2 separate regions of the Oryza sativa genome follow, and region 1 is linked to region 2. A link is a contact called in public ChIA-PET data. All regions are on one chromosome and are shown on one strand. The core of a region is the stretch at or near the end of the contact, and the rest is flanking DNA. Distances in the headings are between cores, read along the strand shown. Region 1 holds the start of LOC4337241 (protein FATTY ACID EXPORT 7). Region 2 holds the start of LOC4337239.

Evidence for each region. ChIA-PET counts read pairs in DNA pulled down with a chosen protein or histone mark.
Region 1: an RNA polymerase II ChIA-PET map of leaf shows a contact between it and region 2, with 5 times the contacts expected there. The contact joins the promoter of LOC4337241 here to the promoter of LOC4337239 in region 2. A contact is called at or near these places in 3 of 4 datasets of contacts at active chromatin or transcription factors (leaf and seedling).

Annotation. Positions count from the first base shown.
Region 1 is chr4:33,824,703-33,831,025 of ASM3414082v1, reverse strand. It overlaps LOC4337241 (protein FATTY ACID EXPORT 7), which reads left to right and starts at 2,268. Exons shown (of 3, transcript XM_015780205.3): 1 at 2,268-2,644; 2 at 3,577-3,711; 3 at 3,831-4,215. The coding sequence starts at 2,299. The coding sequence ends at 3,973. It overlaps LOC4337240 (protein TIFY 3-like), which reads right to left. Exons shown (of 5, transcript NM_001402446.1): 3 at 6,047-6,272; 4 at 5,876-5,933; 5 at 5,071-5,567. The coding sequence ends at 5,474. It overlaps LOC4337242 (vacuolar cation/proton exchanger 3-like), which reads right to left and starts at 673. Exons shown (of 12, transcript NM_001402448.1): 1 at 297-673.
Region 2 is chr4:33,774,809-33,780,989 of ASM3414082v1, reverse strand. It overlaps LOC4337239, which reads left to right and starts at 4,025. Exons shown (of 7, transcript XM_015778530.2): 1 at 4,025-4,555; 2 at 4,669-4,727; 3 at 5,242-5,301; 4 at 5,427-5,496; 5 at 5,970-6,039; 6 at 6,130-6,156. The coding sequence starts at 4,157.

The DNA of each region.
Region 1 (6,323 bases), core at 1,019-3,518, 52 kb before region 2:
ATCAGTTGATTAAAAGTATATAAAACTATTCTAAGTGTGAAAAAGAAGCAACTTTCTCCACAAATTCGCTCCCTTCCTTTCTCTATGATATGCTCAAGTTCATAAATCAGCTTCAATATTCTCAAATCGCGCTGAATAATTCACATATACCAAACTAGAGCATACTAAATCGACCTCCCAGATCCACGCCGCACCTAACCAAAGCAAGCACTACACCCACTAATCCTAAATCCAAACTACCCCAAATCCAAGAACTCGTGAATAACCAAACCGAATCGAATAGCACCAAAACCAACCTGAAAAAATAGCAACAGCAGCAGCCGCGATCGTCGGTCGGGGATCAGGACGCCGCCGCGGGCTCCGGCACCGCCCCTTCCCTAGGGATCATCATCCGCTGCCTCCTCCTCCTCCTACTCCCAAGGCTGTAATGCGGCGCTGCCGCTGCTGCTCACGCCGCCCGCGCCTGCCTCCTCTCCTCCTGCTGCTGCTGCCTGTGCCTGCCTTGGAGAGTTGTTGCCTTCCACTCGCGGCGACCACGACTCGGCCTCGGTTCAAGGGTAGGGGGGAAGGGAGGTGTTGCCTACGACGTCTTGGCGACTCCTCCTCTTCTTCTTTGTGGGTGTTTTGGTTGGGCAATTTCCTCCTCTTTGCCGAGACTTGGCTACTGTTTTCTGAGTCCACGCTGGCCGGCAAGGCAAGGTCAGGTGAAGTCTTGGTGGAAAGTGAAGCGATCGAGTTCGTCAGTTTTGGGTTGCTATAAATTTTGAAGCTTTTTGTATATACTGGAAGTAAACTAAAAAAAGAGAGATTTTGATATTGAGGTTGGGTGAGAAACACGGTCGTTTTCTCCGGTTTGTAAAGATTGCAAGTCGTTTTCTCCGGTTTGTAAAGATTGCAAGTGTGCCGGTGTTACTGGTCAGAGTCACAATCTTGGACTAGGTATGTATAAAGTTGAAAGCTTTTTTGTTTAGCCGTGTGAAGCATCATAATCCAATAATGAACATTACCAAAGGTTTGTTATAATGAATATTACAAAGGTTTGGTCCAAGGGGATAGTATTGTAAATGAAACTTAGGCCCTATTTAAAGTTTGTGCGTGTCACATCGAATATACGGACACATATTTAAAGTATTAAACGTAGTCTAATAATAAAACAAATTACATATTCTGCATGTAAACTGCGAGACAAATTTTTTAAGTCTAATTAATTCGTCATTAGCAAATATTTACTGCAGCACCACATTATTAAATCATGGCGCAATTAGACTTAAAAGATTTGTCTCGTAATTTACACATAATCTATATAATTATTTTTTTTTCTATATTTAATACTCCGAACTAAACACGGCCTTAGCTTATAGGGATGTTCGGTAGCAATGGTTGTCTGACAGCTGCGGCTGTACAACTAGTAGCACGGTAGAATATAGCTCTTATGGTAATTATTTAAGATACAAATAAATGAATTAATCAACTAGTATTATAAAGTTTGAAAAGGTTGGTTTAGAAAAGTGTTTAAAAAATATTGATAATGCAAGTTACACCACAATCGTATTGTTTAGAAGCTTAAAAGGCGTGCTCACGATGCTCTATAGTTTGTTAGATCAAAAGAATTCCCTAAATTATTCTATAAATATGTAAGTCAAAATATATTACTACCTCCGTTTCATATTATAAGACTTTCTAGCATTGTCCATATTTATATATATGTTAATGAATCTAGACATATATATATATATATATGTGTGTGTGTTTTAATTAATTAACATTTATATAAATATGAATAATGTTAGAAAGTCTTACAATATGAAACGGAAGGAGTACGCAGGTTTGCAAGCGTGGTACGTGTTTACCTAAACTCTTGAAGGTTTTTATATTCTTCACTGGTATACGTGTACGACGGTGTGTGCGTATGTGTGCTCCGTGTAACCAGGGAAAAAAAATTAAACTTAATTTTAAAATCATAATTCAGAAATGTGGTGAAATTCTTTATTGGGCAACATGCGTATGATGCAGGGGGTGCACATGCAGTCATGCGTCCCACGCGCTCCACAAGAAACGAATCGTCCTTCTAGATGCAACCCAACCCAAAAATCCAGCAACAGAAAAGGAAAAAAAAAGGAATTCCAAAAAGAAAAAGAAAAGAAAGAAAAGGAAATAAAAGAAAAGAAAAGAAAAGAAAAGAAAAGAAAAAGAAAACCGGGGGCCCACCCACAGTCTCACACCACCAACCTCCCCGTAAAAAATCCCCATCACATCACCTCCATCTCGAGCACTCGAAGTTGGAACTCGAGCTCATCCATGGCCATCGCGACGACGACCTTACCACTCGCGCCACTCGCCCTCGCGCCGCCATCCTCCCCGATCTCCCAGTGCTCGCTCCTCCTGCTGCGCCCCCGCGCCCCGGCCGCCCTCTCGCTCCGCCCCTCCGCGCGCCTCCTCGTCGCCGTCGCGGCCAGGGAGCCCGAGCTCGGCGGATCGGGAGGCGGAGGCGCAGGCGACGGCTCTGGGAGCGGCGGCGGCGGGGACAGCGAGAAGCCGCGGGGTGGTGGGGGCGACGAGGAGGGGGAAGGGGAGGAGGAGAAGATGGGGCAGGGGCTCTCCATGTCGCAGAAGATCACCCTCGCCTACGCCGCTCTCGTCGGAGGTAAAAATGCAGTAATGCCACGACCAGTTCATTTTTAGTACTCCTACTGATCTACTGTAGTGTGCAAACGCCTTGGATTCGAGTAGTTTGATTTTGGAGAATGAGAGCTACTGCATTTCTTTATCAAAGTGATTAGCCATTGGGGTAATTGTGTGCATTTCAACTTCTGGTTCACCAACTAGTTCCCAATAAGTTAGAACACACATACTTGTCAGGTTATTCTCGTGAATAAAATTAAATCCTTATTAGTCAGGTCGAATTATTACTAATTTGATGAGATCAATAATTGTTGGACTTGACTGGGTACTTGATAATTTCCAACTGTAGAAAACCAGAACACCTATGCAACATTCAGATTCAGCAGCCTGCTTTTTGAGTTTTGGTTTCTCAAGTCCAGCTTGTATCAGAACAATGATGATACAACTACCAGCATGTGCTTTTTGTAGACACAAACACAAATGGTGCATTAGCACTCTGTATATCACTGGTCACAGGATGTGCACAAATTTTGGCCTACAGGCAAGCACAATGTGCACAAATTTTCTCTTAGGAAGAATGAAATGGAGTACAGCTAAACAACCACCTAAAAATGAACATCCTAAAAAAAAAAAGAAGAAAATTAACACAAGAGTGATCATCCTAAAATTTTGAATTATTTTTTCTCCATTGTGATTATGTCTGTGAAACTAGCAGATGATAGTCCTGTTATAATTTTAGCTGCATCATCGGTTCAATAATAGCGTTATGATCTACTGGAGTGAATGACTGTGTGGTGTTACCATCCTGTGTGAGGTTCTACATCAGAGCCTGACAGCCTGTTCTAGCCTTCAAGGTGCATCTGAGGATAGATTATATTGAAGCATTGGTTGTTGCCATCAAAAGAGAGCTTCATTTTTGTTAGAAATTGACTATTGTGATTCCAAATTCTGTAGCCGGTGGAGCGATGGGGTACATGAAGAGTGGAAGCCAGAAATCCTTAGCCGCAGGAGGCATATCAGCCCTGGTCCTGTACTTCGTCCACACTCAACTCCCAGTGAGACCTGTCTTTGCATCATCTATTGGTTTAGGTATGCAAAATCATTTTCTGAGCCACCTATGTTGTGGACCTTGTGGTCCTTATTATCCTTGGCATGGAATTACTTCAACATGGAGTCTTTCCCTGATGTTGTCTCGCTTTGCATTCTAGGTATATCTGCTGCCCTCTTGTCGGTCATGGGATCTCGCTTCAAGAAGTCCGGGAAGATATTCCCAGCTGGTGTCGTTTCCCTCGTCTCCTTGGTCATGGTCGGTGGTTACATCCATGGGATCTTGCGCAGCACTCATGCATGACAAACTGACAGTAGCCGTGGCAATCACTATATGCAACTCCCTACCTAAGCCTCATGTTTCCCTTCCGTTTTTGTGTTTTAGAATCTGCAGCAACTGTGTGACATTCTCCTTCTTGATCATGTACCTGTGTTGTGGGCGTAGTTCACTCCTTTTCTGGTACAATATGGCCTATGGTTAAGCATGTGAGATGCTAGATGGAAAAAATAAAAGGTTTGGTGAATCTGTCTTGAATTTTGATTGAACATCGGTACTCCTTGGCAGCATGTACAGTGGCATGGTTGTATATGGGAAATATGGCCGTGTTTAGTTCCAAACTTTTTTTTCAAACTTCCAACTTTTCCACTACATCAAAACTTTCTTACACACATAAATTTCTAACTTTTTCGTCACATCGTTCCAATTTTAACCAAATTTCTAATTTTGGTGTGAACTAAACACACCTTATGTTGTGCAGTACTACTATAATACTCAATGCGGCCGGCAGCAACAGGTGGCAAGTCGTCTCCGGCGGCCGGTCAGACTGCCGCGTTGGGCTAATTCGCCGGTTGACACTGTCAGCATGGTACCGGAGCGGCAGTCGAGCAGAGGCAGCGAAAAAAATGCTAGTATAGGAATCCATCACTGCAAAATTGTAAGCTTCGTAAGATCTGGAACAAATGCTGTTTGTAAAATGGAGGAACAGCCGGAATGCCAGATACAAGAAAACCATCCTCAACTTTCATGCATCTGGCACTGTAAAACCCCAGTGCCGAAACTGAAATTAGGCCCTGTTTAGATGGGACTAAAACTTTTAAGTCCCTATCACATCGGATGTTTGAAAATTAATTATAAATATTAAACGTAGACTATTAATAAAACTCATCCATAATCTTGGACTAATTTGCGAGACGAATCTAATGAGCCTAATTAATCCATGATTAGCCTATGTGATGCTACAGTAAACATTCTCTAATTATAGATTAATTAGGCTTAAAAAATTTGTCTCGTGAATTAGCTTTTATTTATGTAATTAGTTTTGTAAGTAGTCTATATTTAAAACTCTAAATTAGTGTCTAAAGACAGGGACTAAAGTTAAGTCCCTGGATGTAAACACCACCTTAACAATTAACCTGGATGATATCATTACTAGACGAACACAATAACATTGTCAGGCAATGATATGCATGATGTACAATGATATACTACTATCATAGCTGCTGAAACTGAAATTTACTAGTAACAATTAACCTGGATGATATCATTACTAGACGAACACGATAACATTGTCAGGCAATGATATGCATGATGTACAATGATATACTACTATCATAGCAGTTTGCTGTTCGAGTAAACAAATTCATGACAGAATAGACTAGCACATAAGGAACAGTACAACGATAATAAGGGCATAGGTTCGATTATTAGTAAGGTTCTAGGGTGCGACACCATCTAAACAATGAACGCGACGCCTTTCCTTCCTTCCCCCTCCAAACGTCAGCCTCCACCATTCGAAGTTGACAGTTACTGGGCCTTGCCCTCAGCAGTTACTTCCATCCCTGATGCTTCCATGCCCTCGGAGGATTTTGTGGGATATGGAGCTTTGCTCACCAACCTGCTTAACATGGTCATTTGGCTTAATCAGTTGAAGCTAAGGATTTCTCAAATTTGCAGAAAGCTGTGTTTCTATAACTACTGGCTACTTTGTTATGTATCATGAAAACATGGGCTATGGTAATGAAACTGAAAACAGTCCTTGCACATATACTTGGTTCGTATCCAAGTCAAGCTAAAGCAAATGTTTTATCCCCTACAAGTCAGTTTCCAGCTATCCACATTCTTTTAGCATGTTCTAATGGACCACTAAACCTAAGGAAATGCATCAGACAAATATAGAATGCTATTTCTACATTCATTCATGCCAACCTGTCACGGCGTTTCTCTAGGAAGCGCTGAAGGGAGTGCCTCCTGGCAATGGGGAGATCTGCACAGCAAATAAAGAATAAATTTGTAGCATCTTCAATCACTTAGTACATCATATGACGAGGGATTAAAACAGCCCCATTTTAGATTCACAAAAAGATCTTGTAGTCTTACCAGCCTGGAGCTTGCAAATTGAGCTAGGGTCAGCGGCAACTTGAGGTTGTCCAGTTGCTACAGAAGTGCTCTGCAATGAGAGCGATCTTGTGAGCACAGGAGAGACTGCTGCTTGGGTAGCATTGGCTGCAGGCATCACAGGGGGCTTAACAGCAATGGCAGCATTGCTTTTGGTGGCAGACGCCGCTGCAGCAGCTGCTGCGGCAATAAGCATGATTGCTTGAGCCTGTTGATGACAATGTTGCAGATAACGAATTAGCATAAACTTTCAACAGTT
Region 2 (6,181 bases), core at 2,776-5,275:
GTACATGTACACGTAACATCCGTACCAATCAAATCAACCAGTTACCGCTAGCTCTACCACCTAGCTACTCCATCGTCCATTAAACTATTTCAAGTTGATAGACAAATATACTCTTATTCAATACAATAGATAAATATACTAATACTACTATCTACACCAAATTAATTTTATTAAATCTATAATTGATTATATTTTATAGTATATATATTTGTCTTGTGTTCAATATGTTACTATTTTTCTCTCAAACGTGATTAAACTTGGAGTAGTTTGATTTTGACCAAAAATCAAATCGACATAGGATGGGTGAACCTGGACGTTGGTAATTCATGTCTCACGCATGAAAAAATGAGATAACCTATTAGCACATAATTAATTAAGTATTAACTTAAAAAAACTTTTAAATAGATTAATATGATTTTTAAAAAACAATTTCCTATAGAAAATTTAAAAAGAAACACTCCATTTAGCGGTTTGGAAAGTATACGTACGGAAACAAGATAGTAGAAGTTGAGAAAGTGAGAGAACGAAGACAACCTTATGATATGAATATTCTATACTAATACACCCTCCGTCCAGGAATATAGAGTATTATGCCAAATATAGTTCAAATTAAGGAAGAGTACGGAATGCTAAATCTAAGCTACAGAGTACTCCCTCTATAAAAAAAAAACCCAACCTATATACTTTTTTGGGATGGAGGAGCATGTGATAGTGTGAAAATGAACTTATTAGCAAACTGAATGAAGCGTTCTCCCTCCGTTTTTTAATAGATGACGCCGTTGACTTTTTCTCACATATTTCACCATTCGTCTTATTCAAAAATTTTATGCAAATGTATAAGATATAAATCACACTTAAAGTACTATGAGTGATAAAACAACTCATAACAAAATAAATTATAATTACGTAAATTTTTTGAATAAGACGAATGGTCAAACATGTGAGAAAAAATCAACGGCGTCATCTATTAAAAAACAGAGGTAGTATAAAATACATATTTAGGGCCCCTTTGAATTGGAGGAAAAACATAGGAATTTTGGAGGATTTCAATCTTATAGGAAATTTTCCTATGAAGCCCTTTGAAACAAAAGATCGAATTATATCCAATCCTTTGAAATTCCTATAGAATGGACAATCCTATAGAGATTTTGGAGGAAATTTAGCAAGAGCTTCAACCTCTTGGTAACTTTCCTTTGAGTCTATCTCTCTCATCTAATTTCTAAGTTTTTCCTTGGTTCAATCAAACGGTCATTCCTGTGTTTTTCCTGCGTTTTACAATCCTCTGTTATACATTTACATTCCTATTAAAATCCTACGTTTTTCCTATTCGTATGTTTTCTCCGTCCTACGATTCGAAGGGGCCCATAGAAATGAACTAAGATAGGATTCAAAGGAGCTGCATGCAGAGTAGTACTACATGTACTTTTCACTATATACCTTTTCTGATGGGAATGGATGGGGGTACTCAATTTCTGATTGCTGCTTTACTTCTTATCTCGGAATCCCTTAAATTTCTGGATAAACTTAGGGAGCATAATCCTCTGTATTAATGGAGAGAGGGAGTAGCTAGTACAGGGACCTTTCGAGAACTCGATGGATTCCGGGCTTCCGGCACCTGCGCACATGGGACATGGGTTAATTAATCGTGGCTACTGTAATCGACATTACCAACCGTCCGAATCGACATTGCACGTACCGCTAGAGAAAAACAGACGGACTCGCGCGCGATTGCGTCGTTGCATACTCCGTGCTCCCTCCATCTAAAAAAAGGTGAACCCTGGTTTCCGTGTCCAACTTTGACTGTCCATCTTATATAATTTTTTTTATAATTCATATTTTCATTGTTGTTAGATGATAAAACATGATTAAAATTTTGTGCGTTATTTGTCTTTTTAATTTTTTTCATAATTTTTTCAAATAAGACGGACGGTCAAACGTTGGTCTTTTTTTTTTTTGTTGACCGAGGGAGTATATCCGTCCATCCATCGAGGGATGGGATGGGATGGGACGGGCACGTTACGTACCGTAGGTACCGATCGATGGATTTGATGTCGCAGCTGTCTCTGCACGAATTCCGTCGGTCTAAAAAAATTAATATATAAAAAAATACCTCCTCTATCCTAAAATATAAACATTTTCTTTATTTCAGCATGATCTTCAAGATTCTTAATTGACTAACAATGGCTGTGTTTAGATCCAAAGTTTAGATCCAAATTTCAGTACTTTTTCATCATATCAACCTGTCACACACAACTTTTCAGTCACATCATTCTAATTTTGAGTATTCTACTTTTGATTTTGTATTGGTTCGTGTGGGATAGGTGAAATGGAATTAATTTTGAACGGAGGTAGCAGTATGCATCGGCGCTGCAACGTAAGCTGCACGAATCTTGAAGCGAGCACGGGGCGAATGGGCCTATGCAATTCGCAAAAATGTAGGCCCATGCCACGTTTATAGGCCGGGTTAGGAACAAGTTCACTTAGGTCCCTCTATTTGTCGCCCAGTCCGATTTTCGTCCCTGAACCCCAAAACCGGGTATAACCCGTCCCCCAACTTACGAAAACCGGGCACATAAAGTCCTAAGGCGGTTTGGATAGCGGTTTTGGCTGATGTGGCGCCTACGTGGCAGGTTTGACTAGGTCTCTGTCCCACGTGGCATTGACGTGGCGCTTACGTCGCAATTATATCTTTGAAAAATAATAAAAATCGTGGGTCCACATGTCAGCTACACATAAAAAATAATTTTAAAATGGTGGCCCCCGTGGGCCCACATGTTAGCTATAAAAAAAATATGGTGGGGCCCACGTGGGCCCCACATTCCCTCTCCCTCTCGGCTCTCCCTCCTCTTCCCTATCCTACTTCTCTTTTCCCCACGTGGACGGAGCGGTGGCCAGCGGCGGCACGACAGCGGTCGGAGCGGCGGCGCGCGAAGCCGGCGGGGGCAACGGCGGCACGACGGCGGCCGGAGCGGCGGCGCGCGAAGCTGGCGGGACAACGGCGGCACGACGGCGGTCGGAGCGGCGGCGGAGAGCCCGCGGGAGTCGAGGTCGTCCGGGGAAGCAGTGGCGGCGCCCTTGGATCTCGGCAGCGAGGACGCTCAGAATGAGGCAGCCTTGGATCCGAGGAAGCAGCTGCGGCGGGCCTCGGGCAAAGCGTGGCGCGGCGGCCGATGGCAGAGGAGCGGCCCGTGGCGGCCGACGGGAGAGGAGGGAGCGGCGGCCGGAGCTGCACGACTTCGGACCCGCCGCCGCCGACTCCTCCTTCGCGTGCCGCCGTCTCCGCCTCCGCCTCCCTCTCCGCCGGCTTCGCGCCGCTCCGCCGTCCCTTCCTCTTGTGGCCACAGCCGCCGCGCCGCTCCCTCCTCTTTGCGCGCGGCGATGGAGGCGGCGGCGATGGATGGCGACGACATCTTGGCGCGTGTTGTGGCGACGATGGGGAAGATGAGAGAGAGCCGAGAGGAGATAGGGAATGACATGTGGGGCCCACGTGGGGTTTTTGTTGTGTAGCTGACATGTGGGCCCACATGGGCCCCACCATTTTTAAATAATTTTTTATATGCAGCTGACATGTGGGGCCACGCTTTTTATTATTTTTCCGAGATATAATTGCCACGTAAGCGCCACGTCAATGCCACGTGCGACGGAGACCTAGTCAAACAAACCACGTATGCGCCACGTCATCCAAAACCGCCTTCAAAACCGCCGAGGGACCACGTTTATCCGGTTTTTGTAAGTTGGGGGACGGGTCATACCCGGTTTTACGGTCAAGGGACGAAAATCGGACTCGGCGACAAATAGAGGGACCCAAAGTGAACTTATTCCGCCGGGTTATGCTAGTTCGAATCCCTGGCCTTTATAGGCCGGGCTGTAGCCCGTACAGGCGGTACACGTGGCTTAGTGGGGCCCACGGCGCGACCTGCCACGTGTCGCGCCTCGATTCGCGAGATCCCAGACGCCAATCCCCCATCGGACGGTCCAGGGACGCACGTACCGTTCATTCGCTGAGCCGTTGGGCCCACCTGTCAGAATCATCCCCTCCACCTAAATCACCGCCTCCTCCCGAAACCCCCACGCGGTAGTATCGCGCATCCCCAACCCCAACCCCTCCCCGCCTTGCGCCGCCGCCGCCGCCGCCACCGGCGCCGGCGATCCTCCGATGGGCGCCTCGGCCTCCGTCCTCTCCCTTCCCACGGCGGCCGCCATCCCGGGAGCCGCCACCGCTATAGCTGGCGCCGCGGGCTGCTTCGCCCTCGGCTACTTCCTCGCCCTCAGCCGCTTCCCCCGCCAGGTCGTCGCTGCCTCCCCCGCTTCCGGGGAGACCTCGGACGAGGATTCCGAGGAGGATTCGGAAGAAGATGATGATGACGAAAACTCCGGCCGCAGCCGGGCGGCGAAGCGGGCGCCCAAGCGCGCCGGGCTCCGGCTGCTGTTCTGGGCGCGCAACGTGGTGACCAAGTCCGACTCGGCGAAGGAGGCCGAGAGGGCCAAGGCACGGACCGCGGCTAGCCCCCTGGAGGTCGAGAATCTCGCTGAGATTATAGAGGATTTCAAGATGGTACTGGAAATTTGGCTCAAAATCCCCTTCTACTTTTCTGCTGGATTTGTTTCTTTGATGTGCGCAGAGAGTGAGATGTCTGATTCCGTTGGCTGTTGCTGTGGTGGTGGCAGGTGCTGGTTGTGAGGAATGATTTGAAGATGGGGAAGGGGAAGATTGCCGCGCAATGCAGGTGAATACTTCTCAGTTTATCTGTATCTTCGTTTCGACAGTTGAGTAGAGTTTATTTTACTGATGAACTGAGCTCACTAATTAGCACATAGTGATAGGCTATTAGTGTATTGTGTGTCTGAATGTGAAAGTTGAAACCAATGTTAAAATAGGAAGAATCCTTTCGAATAGAGTTTCCCATTTTTTGAAGGGGGAAATTTTGTGATCATATTGTTATCTGAGGCTACAAGAGGTAGAACTCATATTTTTGGGACTGGCACGTTGACCTTGTGATTTAGAGAACTTGTTATATATCCTACCATAACTAAATTTGCCTCTTATACAGTTGTACTATACACTTGTCGTTATGGAATAAATGAATTGGCACAAACAAATTGCTTATCTTCATGTCCAGCTCCTGCATTTAATCTTTACCTTCAGCATTGGAGTGTTGTCATGCTTTATAACTTTTCTCCTGTGCATATTTCTTTTTATCTTGCAAATGTCAGTGATTATCTCTTATTCTGTCATCTCAGCCATGCAACGTTGGGTCTGTTTAAAAAACTCCAACAGAGAGCTCCAAAATCATTAAGAAGGTATTTTTTTTAACATTTCCAATTATGTTTGAAGTTTCTTCCACATGTTCATGTTCATATGTAAGCAATTCGATTGTCATTGCATGATAACAACAGGAAGGAAACTAATTTACTATCTTTGCTAGGTGGGAGAGGTGTGGTCAAGTTAAGGTGGTCGTGAAAATTGAAAGCGAGGAAGATATGCTTGTTTTACAAGTAAATACCCTTTTCTGTTGCCTGTTGACTCATTATTGTTGAAAGTTATTTTTATTTTTACTACATCTATAAAGGTAATTTGTGAGTTGGAATAGTATAATACCTGCAGATGAACAGAAACAGAAAATATTCCCCTTTTACCTGTCAAATTGTGCATATTAATAAATAAAAAGGAAATTCTCATGGCATTAGAAGTGGACTAGAGCATTAGTAGTATCAACGAACAATTGGTTAAAACAACTTGAAATTTCGATTGGAAAACTCACTCTGAAACATTGGCTGTGAAAAAAGAAAAATCACCGCGCTTCTTGAAACCCAACACTTGACACTTATGCATCATAATATTTATATTCTGCATTCAACGAGATCTTTTATATAGCTAATATGTTACCTTTCAATTCCATAATAGTATAAAACGTTGTTAATGCTTGCATTTTTTCTGTTATGTTTAATTAAAATTTCTTTTGGTGCAGGGAAGAGCAAAGTCTTTGAATATCCCAACACACATAACTATTGATGCTGGAAGAACACAGATCGCACCAAGTGAGTTCTTCAGGCTTTACTTTATTCAATTTAGCATCTGTTTAATATCTGCTGTTGGATTAATTATGTTCCCATCTCTGCTTCCTGTAGATTCAAGAACAGTCATGGCTATTCTTGGTAAGCTACATTCAAATCACTGTGT